2 separate regions of the Sus scrofa genome follow, and region 1 is linked to region 2. Evidence: chromatin contacts called from public HiChIP or PLAC-seq data. All regions are on one chromosome and are shown on one strand. Each heading gives the region's core, a stretch centred on a gene start, on an enhancer-like site or on the middle of the called end of the contact. The rest is flanking DNA. Distances are from core to core; before and after follow the strand shown.

The links. HiChIP or PLAC-seq counts read pairs in DNA pulled down with a chosen protein or histone mark.
Region 1: a contact with region 2 is called in an H3K27ac HiChIP or PLAC-seq map of alveolar macrophages. The contact joins the promoter of ICAM1 here to the promoter of ATG4D in region 2. A contact is called at or near these places in 4 of 47 Hi-C or Micro-C datasets (embryonic fibroblasts, fetal skeletal muscle, liver and 1 more) and 1 of 2 datasets of contacts at active chromatin or transcription factors (alveolar macrophages).

Annotation. Positions count from the first base shown.
Region 1 is chr2:69,094,380-69,101,557 of Sscrofa11.1, forward strand. It overlaps ICAM1 (intercellular adhesion molecule 1), which reads left to right and starts at 2,757. Exons shown (of 7, transcript NM_213816.1): 1 at 2,757-2,864; 2 at 4,443-4,706. The coding sequence starts at 2,786.
Region 2 is chr2:69,316,895-69,324,110 of Sscrofa11.1, forward strand. It overlaps ATG4D (autophagy related 4D cysteine peptidase), which reads left to right and starts at 3,801. Exons shown (of 10, transcript NM_001123079.1): 1 at 3,801-4,032; 2 at 4,579-4,662; 3 at 4,746-4,919; 4 at 5,392-5,656; 5 at 5,730-5,794. The coding sequence starts at 3,801.

The DNA of each region.
Region 1 (7,178 bases), core at 1,507-4,006, 220 kb before region 2:
TTGTCTTTTTGCTATTTCTTGGGCTACTCCCACGGCATATGGAGGTTCCCAGGCTAGGGGTCTAATCGGAGCTGTAGCCACCAGCCTACATCAGAGCCACAGCAACTCGGGATCCGAGCCGCGTCTGCAACCTACACCACAGCTCACGGCAACGCCGGATCGTCAACCCACTGAGCAAGGGCAGGGACCGAACCCGCAACCTCATGGTTTCTAGTCGGATTCGTTAACCACTGCGCCACGACGGGAACTCCTAACCTGGGAACTTCCATATGCCATGGGTGTGGCTGTAAAAGGAAAAACAAATCAGAAAAGCCCTACCAAAATATAAATAAATTAGAAATTCTTTAAAAATTCAAAATAAGGAGTTCCCGTCGTGGCGCAGTGGTTAACGAATCCGACTAGGAACCATGAGGTTGCGGGTTCGGTCCCTGCCCTTGCTCAGTGGGTTAATGATCCGGCGTTGCCCTGAGCTGTGGTGTAGGTTGCAGACGCGGCTCGGATCCCGAGTTGCTGTGGCTCTGGCATAGGCTGGTGGCTACAGCTCCAATTCGACCCCTAGCCTGGGAACCTCCATATGCCGCGGGAGCGGCCCAAGAAATAGCAACAACAACAACAACAAAAGACAAAAAAAAAAAAAAAAAAAGATAAAAAAAATTCAAAATAAGGTTTTACTGGGCGTTCCCATCGTGGCTTAGCGGAAACGAATCTGACTAGCATCCGTGAGGACGCGGGTTCAATCCTTGGCCTTGCTGAGTGCGTTAGGGATCCGGCATTGCCCTGGGCTGTGGTGTAGATGGAAGAGGTGGCTGGGATCTGGTGTTGCTGTGGCATAGGCCAGCGGCTACAGCTCCGATTCGACCCCCAGCCTGGGAACCTTCATATGCCCTAAAAAGATGCGGCCCTAAAAAGCAAAAAAAAAAAAAAAAAAAAAAAAAAAAGTTTACTAAACTTCACATTACCTATTCCCTTCTCTGCTTCACTTTTCTCCTAGCACTAATAAAATCATCTCTGCATGACGCCAGAGACTTTCATCTGTTCCGTTCACTGCTGTGAACGGCACCGGGAAAAATGCCTGGCACAAGGTAGGCTCTCAGTCATTGCATAGCCTGTTGAGAGAACGAGCCACGCTCTTGCCGCTGCGAGGGGTACCTGGACCGCGCGGGGGAGCTCGCTGCTCGCGCACTTGGGACAGAGGCCAAAGGACGCGGTGATGTGAGCCCGAAAAAAATCCGCCAGAAAATGACCTCTAGCGGAGAATTTTCCCAAACCCTCCCAGGGACGTCCCCGGCCTTCACTCTTCCGCCTATGTCCAGGCCGTTTGGGTCGGGAACCCAGCGCCCTCCACCCTCCAAGAAGAAAGATCCCCGTGGAAATTTCTTAGGAACAATCAGGGCGGAGAGAGGAACGCTTTTCTAGCTGGCGAGTGATTCGCAGCCCCTTCCCTTGGAGGAAGGGTTCTAGCGTCCCTGAGGGCCCCCCTCCCTTCCCTTTCTGCAGCTCGACCTCTTTGGCCCCAGTAGGTCTCCATGGCGACGCGACGCTCCCCCCACAACAGGAAGACTTAGGCGGCGGAGCTCCGCGCTTGGAGACTCTAGGGTCCACAGCCTTGACGAGCTGCATGCTGAATCTTGGGGTCCCACGCGCAGGCGTGGCCCTGGGGATAGTGTGGGGTGACCTTGGGGTTAGGGTGGGGCGGCATGGGGGCGACCTATAGACGCGGCGCGGGGCCTCATCATTTCCCTGAAATGCCCTAATGGAACAAGCCCGGACAAACACTCGCACAGTGCTGGGGGCCGGGGTTCGAGTTTCGGGAGCTGCGCGCAGAGGACTCCCTCTCCCCGCCCCACTCTGGGACCTAGCGGCTGCCTCAGTTTCCCTGCAGAAGGCAATGGTTCGAGCGCCCCCTCTCCCCTCTCGCAGTCAATGTCTGCGGCATCAGTTTCTCCACGGAGCCTGGGAACTGCAGCGGAGGGGTTCCACGCGTCAAGACCACGAGGCTTCCTTCCTTTTTCTGAAAACTAAAGACGTTCACGCGGCGGAGGCCAAAAGGGGAAGCGAGGCCCGGCGGGGTGGGAGCGCCCATCCGTGGGGGATGCAGACGTGATGAGGCTTGCGTCCTCACCCCCAGGGTTCACTGGCGCCTGGAGGTGCCCGTGCCTGCAGCGCTTCCCAGGAAATCTCGGTGTCAGCTGGGAGGGGAACATGCCTCTTGGGGGAGGGGCACCCTTGGACGAGAAACGCTTGGGGGAAGATTCCTGGGCCCCCACCGAAGCGAGGGAGCCTCTACTCGGTTAAAGAGGCCTGAACGCGCAGGGGAGTCAGACGAGTTCGAAGGCCCTCGCAGCTCGGATCCTCTGTTTACCCCTCTACGGAATGGACGCAGTAACCGTCCCTACTGTCCAGAGTGGTTGGTAGCATTCAGTAAAGCGCTAAACGCAGTGTAAACTTACAATCAAGGTTAGCCCAGCCAGGGCCCCGGGCCCCGAGCGCCGGGAGCAACCCCCGAGTTGCAGCCGGGTCGCTTCCGCCAGGCAGCCCTCTTTACTTCAGTTGGGAAATTCCGGTGCTTGAGCGGCCAGCGAGGCGGGTGGACAATCTGGCACGGCCCCCGGCACCCCCTCAGCGGAAATGCCGGAGCCCTCGTTCGGGAGGGGAAAGCTCAAGGTTTCCGGGAAGGGAGCACCGCCCCTCGGCCCCCCGTGGCGGGCCACTATAAAAGGACCCTCGGCGCCACAGTGCGCGCCACACGCCTCTGAGCCACTTAGTCCGCCCCGCCGCCTCCGCGATGGCTCCCGGCGCCACCCATCCTGGCCAGCTTGCGCTCCTGGCCCTGCTCCTGCCCCTGCTTGGGGCTCTGCTCCCAGGTGAGTCGGGCGTGGGGGCTGCCGTCTGTCGGGCGGGCTCTCCGGGATACGAGCTAAGCCCCTGGGAGCGGTGCGAGGACCTTGTCCCCAGGTAGGAGGCTTGGGGATAAGGCCACTCATACTTTGGGGAGCTGTCTATGGGAAACTGGGGCTAGAGCCACCGATTGAAAATCAACAGCCCTGGGTGCGAATCTAGACCCTCCATTATGGCACGATCTGTGGCTTCGGGACTCTGGACTGCCCCTCCCAGAGGAGCCTCAGTTTTTCAGCCATAAAATGGAGAAGTTAATAGCGGCCACCTGGAAGGGGTGTGCCCTGGCCCCAGGAGGTGGTCAGAGCTTGGAGAGATGTAGCCCCTCGCCAAGCTTACCTGGACTGGGGACTTCCCCCCCCTCCCCGCCACAACACACCCTTGTACATTCTGTTCCTCACCCTCTGCCCCTGGGGGAAGTCCAGGACTCTCAGCTCAGGGGAATTCCAAGGCTGACTTGCCCGGGGAGCAGAGGCTGAGCAGTGGGATGCCCCGGCGGCTGCGCCTGGGGTCGGGGGAGTGGGGGTGGAGAAGGGGGGGAGGGTGGCAGGAGAATGAAAGATGGACATTGTGATTGCCAGCTCAACAAAGTGTTCTGATCCCTATTTCCGTCTGGGTTCTCCCGCATTCTCACCTGAGTAAGCGCCCTTTTTCAGGCCTCACCATTGCCGTCTGTGAAATGGGAATGATCCCAGAATTATCCACACATCTCCGCACCAATGGAGGAGACCCAAAGCTGAAGGAAGAGATCTAGGGGAGGGGCTCAGACAGACATTATTTTCCGCTTTGGAGGCACCCCAGTCTGAGGAAGCTTATCCCAACAACCCCCCTCCCTCTTACCTGCAGTCACTTGTTACCTGCACTGCGCTGGGTGTGACTTGCATTAGCAGGAGGCGGGGTGACTATAGTCACCCAACTTACAGATGGAGAAATTGAGGCCCAGAGAGGGGAAACCACTTGTCCAAGGGAATGAGGAGCCAGCCTGATTGGATGTCCTTTATCCCTGGAGGACTGACTCCCTCCACCTGACCTCTTGGAAGGGAAAAGAATGCTGAATTCATGCCCTTCTTTTGCCAAAATCCTCCATGGCTCTTCATTGCTCACAGAATGAAGACTATCCTTAACACCTCTTACCCTATTTGCATGATCTGCCTAACTTCCTTTCACCCCAGTTAATTCCCCATACTCTTTGCTCCAGTCACCCTGCCTCAGGACCTTTGCATTTGCTGTTATTTGGCCTGCAACTCATTTCCCTTTCCTCTGGATGGCCAGCCCACTGCTCATCATTCAGATCTCTGCTCACAAATTACCCTGTCACCAAGGCACTGTCTGTTCTATCTCCCTGTTTTATTTTCGCCAAAGCTCTTGTGAGCATCAGTTATTAATTATGTTGTTTGCTCCTGAGTTTCTCTGTCTCCCACACTGAAGGCAGACTTTTGTCTTGTTCAAAGGCTGGCTTGGTCCCCAGCACGGAGCATGGGCTGGGGGCAGTAATGTTGATGAGCCCCATTTGTAATGTGGGTCTCTCTCTTATCCTTTGGTTGCAGGGCTTGGAGGTGCTGAAATCTCAATGTGGCCCCTAAACACCATCATACCCAAAGGAGGCTCCATGAAGGTGAACTGCAGTGTTGCCTGTGATGGAAACATCACCAGCTTTGGCCTAGAGACTCACTGGCACAAGACTGAAGTGGACCACAGAGACAAGTGGAAGATTTTTGAACTGAGTAATGTGGAAAACGATGGCACTCTACTCTGCCATGCAGTATGTCAGGGAAACCAGACACAAGTTCAAGGGAACCTCACCGTATACTGTGAGTGCCTGGGACCTGGGGGCTGGATGAGGCAGGCTGGTTGGGGGAGGTGGACAAGGGAGTCCCCAGCAGGCTGGGACAGCCTTTTTTGCTTGGTGGTGGGGCCAGAGTCTCATGGAAAAGGCAGATGGGCCCATTTTCGGAAAGCCTCATTATCATCTGGAACCTTTCCTCGAACTTCCTTGGGTGTGCCCTTACAGTAAGGACGGGCATGCAGAACATTTGAGAATGCTGGCTCTGTAGGCCTCTTGAAACATGTGACAAAGTCCTAGATCTGACTCTAGAAAAAGATGCAAGTTGGAGTTCCTGTTGTGGCTCATCGGGTTAAGAACCTGACATAGTCTCCATGAGGATTCAGGTTCGATCCCTGGCCTCGCTCAGTGGGTTAAGGATCCAGCATTGATGCAAGCTTCAGTGAGGTTTGCAAATGTGGCTTGGATTGGTGTTGCTGTGGCTGTGACATATGCTGCCAGCCACAGCTCTGATTCCACCCCCAGCCCAGGGACTTCCCTATGCCTCAAGTGCACCCCTAAAAAGGAAAAAAAAAAAAAAGATGCAAATTAAAACTAGCCCTGAGATGGCATTTTCTTTCTTTTTTCTTTTGTCTTTTTAGGGCCACACCTGTGGCATATAGAAGTTCTCAGGCTAAGGGTCGAATTAGAGCTGTAGCTGCTAGTCTACACCACAGTCAGCATCTCAGGATTCGAGCTGCGTCTGCCACCTACACCACTGGTCATGGCAATGCTGGGTCCTCAACCCCCTGAGTGAGGCCAGTGATTGAACCTTCATCCTCTTGGAGACGAGGCAGATTCGGTACTGCTGAGCCACAATGGGAACTCCAAGATGGCATTTTTCACGTAGTGGCAACCATCCAAGAAATTGATAACAGCCATTTTGGCAAGAGTCTGAGGAAGCAGGCAGTCCTGGGATTTTACTGACAGTGCAGGGGTGCAAAGAAGCACAACCCACCAGTGGGGAAGCAGGCATCAGTCCTCAAAGTGTCACAGGCGTGTGTCCTTTGACACAGAAATCTCACTCCTGAAAGGTGAACTTTTAGGCATCCCTGCCCATGAGAGACATGAGGGGCTGTGAAGTTATTCACCATAGCTTTATCTGGAAGGGTAAAAGCTTGTAAACCACTCAAATATGGGGGCTGGGTAGATAAGTGGTGGTACAGTCCTCCTGTGGAATAGTATGCAACTATGTAAAAGAATAAGACAAAAGCTCCTTGTGTCCCGAAAGAGAATGAGTTCCATGGTGTGCAGGCAAGTTCAAAAGAAGGAAGGTATGCTCGGAATGAGTGGCATGCCAACCATAGGGTTAGGGAGCCATGGGGACAAGGTGAGGGAGGCTGTGTTTCTGCATTAAAGAGCCCTGAAAGGAAAGGCAAGACATGACAATGTGAGCTGACTGTGAGGAAGGAACCTGGGGGGTTCTGGGAGAGGGCAGGAGGTTAGTTTTCTCTGTGTGCCTTTTTTTCACTTTGGACTCTTTTTTTTTTTTTTTTTTTTTTTTGCTGCTCCCTGGTCTTGTGGAAGTTCCCAGGCCAGGGATTGAAACCATGCCACAGCAGTGACCGGAGATGCTGCAGTGACGATGTTGGATCCTCAACTCACTGTGCCACAAGAGAGCACCATCACTTTGGACATTTTGAGGTGTGAGAATTAGTTAGCATAACCATAGGCAATAAAGAGATAAATGAAATTCACATTAAAGCAAAACAAAATAAAAAAGGAAGAACGAAGGAGAACTGGCGGAGTTCCTTGGTGACTCAGTGGGTTAAGGATCTGGTGTTGTTACTGCTGTGGTGAGGGTTCGATCCCTGGCTCAGGACCTTTTGCATCCCATAGGCATGGCAGAAAGAAAGAAAAAGGAAGGAAGGGAGAGAACTGGCAGACTGGTCTTGAGACAGTCTTAGATTCCAGTCCCAGCATGGCCCTCACGAATGGGTAACCCTGGTGTGTGTGTTGGGGTGGGGCAGAGGAACGCATGGCCTCCTGACTGATTTTTCACGAGACCACCTCAGAAAGGTCTAATGATGCAGTAGAGTCTGAAGGACATTCTGCCTTCATGGTGTCTGAGCAAAAGAAGCCTTTGGGCAAATATCAGCTTTGCTTCTGTCTTGGAGGATGTTTGAGCGGCTCTTAACTGGGTGAGAGAAGTTCCCAAACATTCCCAGTGGCCTCTGAAAAGCCCCAGGAAACTTCCTCACAGGACCTTTCCCCATCTCAGCCTGAGAGTTGAAAGCCCAACCCTCCAGGTTTGAGTCCTGGCTCTGCCACGTGTTTCTCTCTCTGTGACTTTGGGTGCCAGGCTTTCCACCTCTGGGAAATGGAGCAGAGGGCCGCACACAGTCACAAGGGGTCACCTAGGAGACACTCTAGCTTGGTCCTGCCTCACCCCCACTGTAAAGATAAGGGAGAATCTCTGGGTGGCTGAGCTTTGTCTAGGAAGAGTCCTAACTCCTGCAGG
Region 2 (7,216 bases), core at 2,551-5,050:
AAGTTGATTTATAGTGTTGTGTTAATCACGCCCACTTTTTTTCTCTCTTTTTTGGCCCAGGCCTATGACATGCAAACCAATGGAACATGAACCAATTTATTTATTTATTTATTTGTCTTTTTAGGGCCGCACCTGCAGCATGTGGAGTTTCCCAGGCTAGGAGTCAAATTGGAGCTACAGCTGCTGACCTACACCACAGCCACAGCAATGCAGGATCTGAGCTGCTTCTTCGACCTACACCACAGGTCATGGCAATACCAGATCCTTTACCCACCTTGAGGCCAGGGATTGAACCCAAATCCTCATGGATACTAGTCAGATTCATTTCTGATGCACCACAATGGGAACTCCTCTTTTTTTTTTTTTTTTTTTTTTTTTTTTGCTTTTTAGGGCTGCACCTGCGGCATATAGAAGTTCCAGGCTAGGGGTTGAATCAGAGCTGTAGCTGCCAACTTGTGCCACAGCTCACGGCAATGCCAGATCCTTAACCCACTGAGCAAGGCCAGGGATTGAACCGGCAACTTCATGGTTCCTAGTCGGATTCATTAACCACTGAGTCACTACAGGAACTCCACCTCACGTTATATTTCTATTGGACAGTGCTGCTCTATATTTTTTGGTGTGGTGGAAATTACCTATTAAAATAATTTTAGGAGTTCCCTTCGTGGTACAGTGGAAATGAATCCGACTAGGAACCATAAGGTCGTGAGTTCGATCTCTGGCCTCGTCCTTAGCTGTAACTCTGATTTGATCCCTAGCCTGGGAACCTCTATATGCCGCGGGTTTGGCCCTAAAAATCAAAAAGGAAAGACTATAGCAGTTACAATTCACATTAAATTGGTGGTTGTGGGGCGTTCCTGTTATGGCACGGGGGAAACGAATCCGTCTAGGAACCATGAGGTTTCAGGTTCGATTCCTGGCCTCACTCATTGGGTTAAGGATCCGGCGTTGCTGTGAGCTGTGGTGTAGGTCGCAGACATGGCTTGGATCCTGTGTTGCTGTGGCTCTGGTGTAGGCCGGCAGCTATAGCTCTGGTTAGACCCCTAGCCTGGGAACCTCCATATTGCTGCAGGAGCGGCCCCCAAAAAAGACAAAAAAAAAAAAAAAAGATAAATTGGTGGTTGCTGTATGACAGACATTATGTTAAGCATTTTGCATCCTCATTTTAGTCTTCTTTCAAATCCTACAAAGTAGGCAATATTACTACCCCATTTGGCAGACAAGGAAAGTGAGGTATAGGAAAGCAAGATCATCTGTTGGAGACACCTGATTGCAGCTTCTGCCCATGACTATTGTGCTGCTTTGGGGCTATGAGGACAACTAGGGACAGTTTAATTGATAAGTGGACAGACAGACCCTGGGAAGAGAGGCAATGAAGGCTGAGTTAGGGGGATGGGAGCCAAGGGAATGGGAGGAAAACAAGTGGGGGTCAAATGCAGGATCAACTAGGAATGCATTGAACTTGGGGAGCCTGAGGGACATCCCAGGAGGGACATAGGTGGCAGCTAGATGCTGCGGGGATGGAGACCCAGGTGGGAAGCTGAGGTTGTGGCTGTACATGTGTAAAAGGGGGGTGAAGGGAAGGAATTAAGATTGAATCACTCCTCTTCTCCAGGGAGGCACCAGCTGTGGCCATGGGGGTGGGGGGCGTATGGTTCAGGCAGCCAATCAAACAGAAGGGGTCACCTGTGGCCGTCCTGGCCCATCTCTTTCCTGGGAGGCTACAAGCTCTCCTGCCATTCCACAAGTTGTGTGAACACCTACTGTATGCCAGGCCACATGTTGAGTGTTGAGGAGCCAGCAGTGACCAAAATGGACAGAGACACCTGCCCTCTGAACGTTTGTGTCCCACTCCCAAAATTCCTAAGTTGAAATCCAACACCTAATGTAATGGTATTAAAAGGTGGGGCCTTTGGGATTGATGAGGTCATGAGGATGGAACCTCCCTAATGGGATTCGTGCCCTTATGAAGAGGAACAGACATAAGATCTCACTCTCTACAATGCACCAGGGGAAAGGCCATGTGAGGACATAGCCAGGAGTAGGGCCCTCACCAAGAGTCTGACTGTGATCTTGGACTTGGCATCCTGATCTTGGACTTCCACACTCCAGAAGTATAATAAATCTCTCTTGTGTAAGCCACCCTGTCTGCAGCATTTGTTACTGCAGCCCAAGCTGACTCAGACAATCAGGGTATAATAACTGCTCTGGAAAAACAAACAAACAAACTTAGCAGGGAAGGGGGAAGAATCCCAAGGGTAGGAATGGGATCGTTTTTTGTTGTTGTTGTTGTTGTTTTGCGGTGCCCTGGCGTTCAGAAGTTCCTGGTCCAGGGATCAAACCCACCACTGCAGCAGTGACAACAGCTAGGGAACTCCTGGGTGGAATTTTGAAGGCAGTCATGCTGCAGGGATGACCTTTGAATAAAGTCCTGAAGGAGAGCAAATCAGATATCTCTGGGAAGAGTGGTCTAGGCAGAGGCAACAGCAAGAGTAAAGGTCCTGAGGTGAGATGGTACCTGTTGCATTTGAGAAAGGAGGCTGGTGTGGCTGAAGGGAAGTGAATGAGGGGAGCGCAGATGAGAAAATTGGGGAGGTGACTGTCCTTTCCTGCCATCACATCGCATACTCTTCCCCCAAATCCTTCATCCAAATTCTGTCAGCCTGCTGACAGAGCCCTTGAGCTGGCCACTAGAGGCCACCCTCTCTGCAGTTCCCAAGGTCACTACCTTTATCCTGTCTTTGGGGTCATGGTTGGCTTTTGCTGAGCCCTGACTGTCTCTCAAATGCCACCCTAAGCGCTTTATGGGGATGAACTCTGCCCATCTTCTGAATTAGATGCATTGAAAATTTTTTATAGTTTTATTGAGGTGTAATGGACACATCAAACCACACACTGTAAACATGTACAGTCCCTTGAGTTTTCACACGCTGGAAACAAACACCACAATCAAGATAGTAAACACAAACTACCCCCTTTTTATCCCTCCCTCCCACCTCTCCCCACCCCAGCCCCAGGGAACCACAGATCTGCTAAGACTATAGATGAGGTTGCATTTTTCCAGAGTTTAAATAAATGGGACCAGAGAGTATACACTCTTCTTTTTTGTCTGGATTCCTTCCCTCAGCAAAATTAGGAAGATTCGTTTGTGTTTATCGTGTATTTGAGCGCTTTTTTGCTCCTGGGGAAACAGAAGCACCTAGAAGTGTAGCTTGAAGGGGGAATTTGGGGAGAGGGTGTCAACCACAGGCTGAGCACACAGCCGAGGCGTGTCCTGTGTGCGCAGCCCGTAGAGGGGCACTCCGATCTTCTGGTGGACGAGAGCAGGAGCAAACCGCACCTGAGCCGCGCGGGGTGGTCAGTCCCCAGCGCCCCAGAGGGGGTGGGGCCGGGGCGGGGCCTGTTTAGGCGGGGCTTCCCGGCGCTTGGGGCCTCCGATAAGGACCTGCAGGGGATCGGGCAGACCTGGGCGCAGTGATAGAGCGGGCGGCGGTGGGGGTCGCGGGGCGCTGTGGGGAAGGCTCTGCGTCAGGAGGCCCCACTGCGGCCACCCGGGACTGGGGCTGGGAACCCAGGCTGGGGGCAGGGGCGGGGCGTCCGGCCGTGTCACGCCCGCCTCCCTACCGGGGCTAAGGCCGCTAAAATGGCGGCGGCGGCGGTGACAGCGTCCTGCGCCGGGCCCGGGGGTCTGGCGGTTGTGCCGGGGGCTCACTAGCGCCTTCCTAGGTGTCCGCGTCCTGGCCCCCTGGGGCGCTCGCGCGCGGCCCCCGGGGCCCTCGGTCCGCCCTCCCGGCGCGCCCATGAACTCCGTGTCGCCGGCCGCCGCGCAGTACCAGAGCGGGAGCCCGGAGGACGCGCGCCGCCCCGAGGGCCGCAGGCCGCGGGGTCCCCGGACCCCGGACCCCAACAGCCTGGGGCCCTCCGGAGCCAGCGGCCCCGCTCTTGCGTCACCAGGGGTTGGCCCCGGGGAGCCGGACGAAGTGGACAAGTTTAAGGCGAAGTTCCTGACCGCCTGGAACAACGTGAAGTACGGTGAGGAGGGGGCGGGCCCGGGGATTGGATTTGACGTTGGAGAGAACGTAGGGTTCAGGCGGGCGGGGAGCTTACAGATCGGGAGTCAGGGAGGACAGACCCTGCCTCTGCCAAGTATTCCACCCTTTGTTCTCCTGTGAGTCACCTGTGGGTCGATCCCCCGCCCTGCCCTGCCCAGGGCGGGCCGCTGGTTGGCAGGTCAAACGGGGAATGTGTTTTCCAGTCTCAGTGATTCCTGGTGTGACCTTGGGCAAGGGTTTTTTTGGTTTCCCTGTGCCTCCATTTTCCCCCTCTGTAAAATGGGTACTATAATCAGACCTGCTTTAATTCAATCTGAATTAATTGGCAGACCGCTTGTGACTGTTACTAGGGGCACCACCTCCACCTTAGAGGCATGCAGCTATGATTCCCCAGAGCCTTCTGTCAGATAGGAACTAAGATAGCCCCCATGTCACAGATGGGGGAATGGAAGCGCTGCTGCCGTCCTAACCATCAGGTGTCAAGCAAGTGCTTCATCTTGCTGGGCGCTGCCCCACATCTCCCCAGGTTGGGCAGTCAAAAGCCGGACCAGCTTTAGCAAGATCTCCAGTGTCCACCTGTGTGGCCGCCGCTACCGCTTCGAGGGCGAGGGTGAGCTGGTGACCTGTGGCTAGGGTTGGAGGAGGCCCCCCTGGGGGTGTCCCTGGTGGCAGCTGACAAGCCTGCTCTTGTAGGTGACATCCAGCGTTTCCAGCGGGACTTTGTGTCCCGCCTATGGCTCACTTACCGCCGGGACTTCCCGCCCCTGGCTGGGGGCTGCCTGACCTCAGACTGTGGCTGGGGATGCATGTTACGAAGTGGGCAGATGATGCTGGCACAGGGCCTGCTGCTGCATTTCCTGCCCAGAGGTGAGTAGTGGAGGGGGAAAGGCACCAACTACAAGTCAGCAGTATTAAAATTGTTTATAAACTAAGAGTTTAAAGTCATGTTAGAAGTGTGTGTCAAGTATGTTTTGGAGGGAAGTGAGAGTTGTCAATAAAAATAAGTTTAAGGAGTTCCTGCTGTGGTACAACAGGATTGGTGGCGTCTCAGGAGCCCTGGGATGCAGGTTCGATCCCCGGCCCAGCACAGTGGGTTAAGGATTCAGCATTGTTGCAGCTGCAGCCTAGGCGGCAACTTCGGCTCAAATCCAATCCCTGGCCTGGGAACTCCATGTGCCGTGGAATGGTCAAGAATATAAAATAAAATAATTTTAAGGAATGTGAAAATTGTGGTTAAACACAGGGTCTCTGGAGCATTACAGTTGTGTGTAAGTCATTAGGAATGGGAACTGTGCCTCTTTCCTCCACTGTCACCATTTGTTTATTCCATCACTACCAGACTGGACGTGGTCCCAGGGCGTGGGCCTGGGCCCCCCTGAGTCGTCTCCCAACCGGTACCGTGGACCAGCCCACTGGATGCCTCCGCGCTGGGTCCAGGCTGCCCCTGAGCTGGAACAGGAGCGCCGGCACCGGCAGATTGTATCCTGGTTTGCTGACCATCCCCGGGCCCCCTTCGGCCTACACCGGCTGGTGGAGCTTGGGCAGAGCTCAGGCAAGAAGGCAGGAGACTGGTATGGGCCATCTCTGGTGGCACACATTCTCAGGTGAGGGCCACTGCAGGGGACACGGGAGCCACTGGTTACCCCCAGGAACTCAGGCCTTTCCTCCCATCTGCAGGAAAGCTGTGGAGAGCTGCTCAGAGGTCACCCGCTTGGTGGTGTACGTTTCTCAGGACTGCACTGGTAAGGGGCTGGGAGCCAAGGTCACAGGGCCTCACCCTGAGCCAGTCACTACTTCAGCTGCCTCTTAGGACCCACCTTCCTCAGAAGCTGAAACAGCTTCTGTGGCAGAGGGAGCCTTAGAAAGGATGCAAGGCCCATGCTGTGGGAAGTGCTCAGGGTCGTTCTGCTCCTTCTGGGACCAGGAGAGGCTTTAGGGGCTTCTCCCCTAATGATAGAGTGAAGGATGTAAGGATTTCCTCAGTCCAGCTCAGTCTTATTCTGCAAGCATTTCTAACATGTACAAAAGTCGGGTCTTCTCTGTCCCTCATAGGGTTGTCCTGACGACTAAGTGAGTCAGTAATACAAGTAAGACCCTTCAAACAATGCTTGTCACATAGTAAGCGCTCACTAAATAATAATGTTGTTATTCTCTCCAAAACAGTTTAGAAAGGGTCTTTTTTTTTTTTTTTTTTTTTTTTTTTTTTTTTTTTTTTTGCTGCATCTGAGGCATGTGGAAGTCCCTGGGCCAGGGTTTTAACTCCTGCCACAGCAGTGACAATGCCTAATTCTTAACCGCTAGGCCACTAGGAAACTCTTAGAAAAGGTCTTAAAAGGAGCCTTCATGGATTGGTATCAAGGCATCTATAAAACCTGTAAATCTTTATGAAAAAAATATAGGAATTTGGGCAACATTTCACAGAAAGCCATTGTCTTAGTTGGTTATGGCTGCTGAAACAAAAATACCCTAGGCTAGGTGGCTTGTCAATAACAGGACTTTATTTTCCCTAATTCTGGTGGCTGGGAAGTCCAAGATCAAGGCACTGGCACTTTTGGTGTCTGGTGGGGGCCCACTTCCTGGTTCATTTTGCTGTGTCTTTGGGTAGCAAAAAGGACAAGCGAGCTCTCTGAGGTCCCTTTTATAAGGGCAGTGATTTCATTCATGAGGGTTCCACCCTCCAGACCTAATCACCTCACAAAGGCCTGCTTCCTAATTCCATTACCTTAGGGGGTGAGGATTTTAGTGGGCCCAGCAGGCAGGGGCACATGCGTTCAGGCCTTAGCAGCTCGGTGTGGGTTTGATCCCTGGCCCAGGAACTTCCACATACCGTGGGTGTAGCCAAAACAACAAAACACACCATAGCAGCTTTGTCTCCAGAAAATGTTGGCTGCACTCTTCTAGGAGCCAAGAGGGGGCTTACTAGCCGCAAGGGAGAAGTGGCAGCGGGGAGACCAGCAGACAGGATTTGAGGAGGGACACACAAGGATATTCAGCTCTCTGGTGGGCCACTCAGCACCCCCATTTCCCTCCCTGCAAACCCAGGCACCCAGACAGGGAGGACTCATCAGGCCTGGTGTTGGGGAGGCACTGGGGCCCCAAGGAAGGCCCTCCACCTCCTCCTAGCTGTCCACTCTTTGTCAATGTCTCAGGACCTCAGCGGCCCT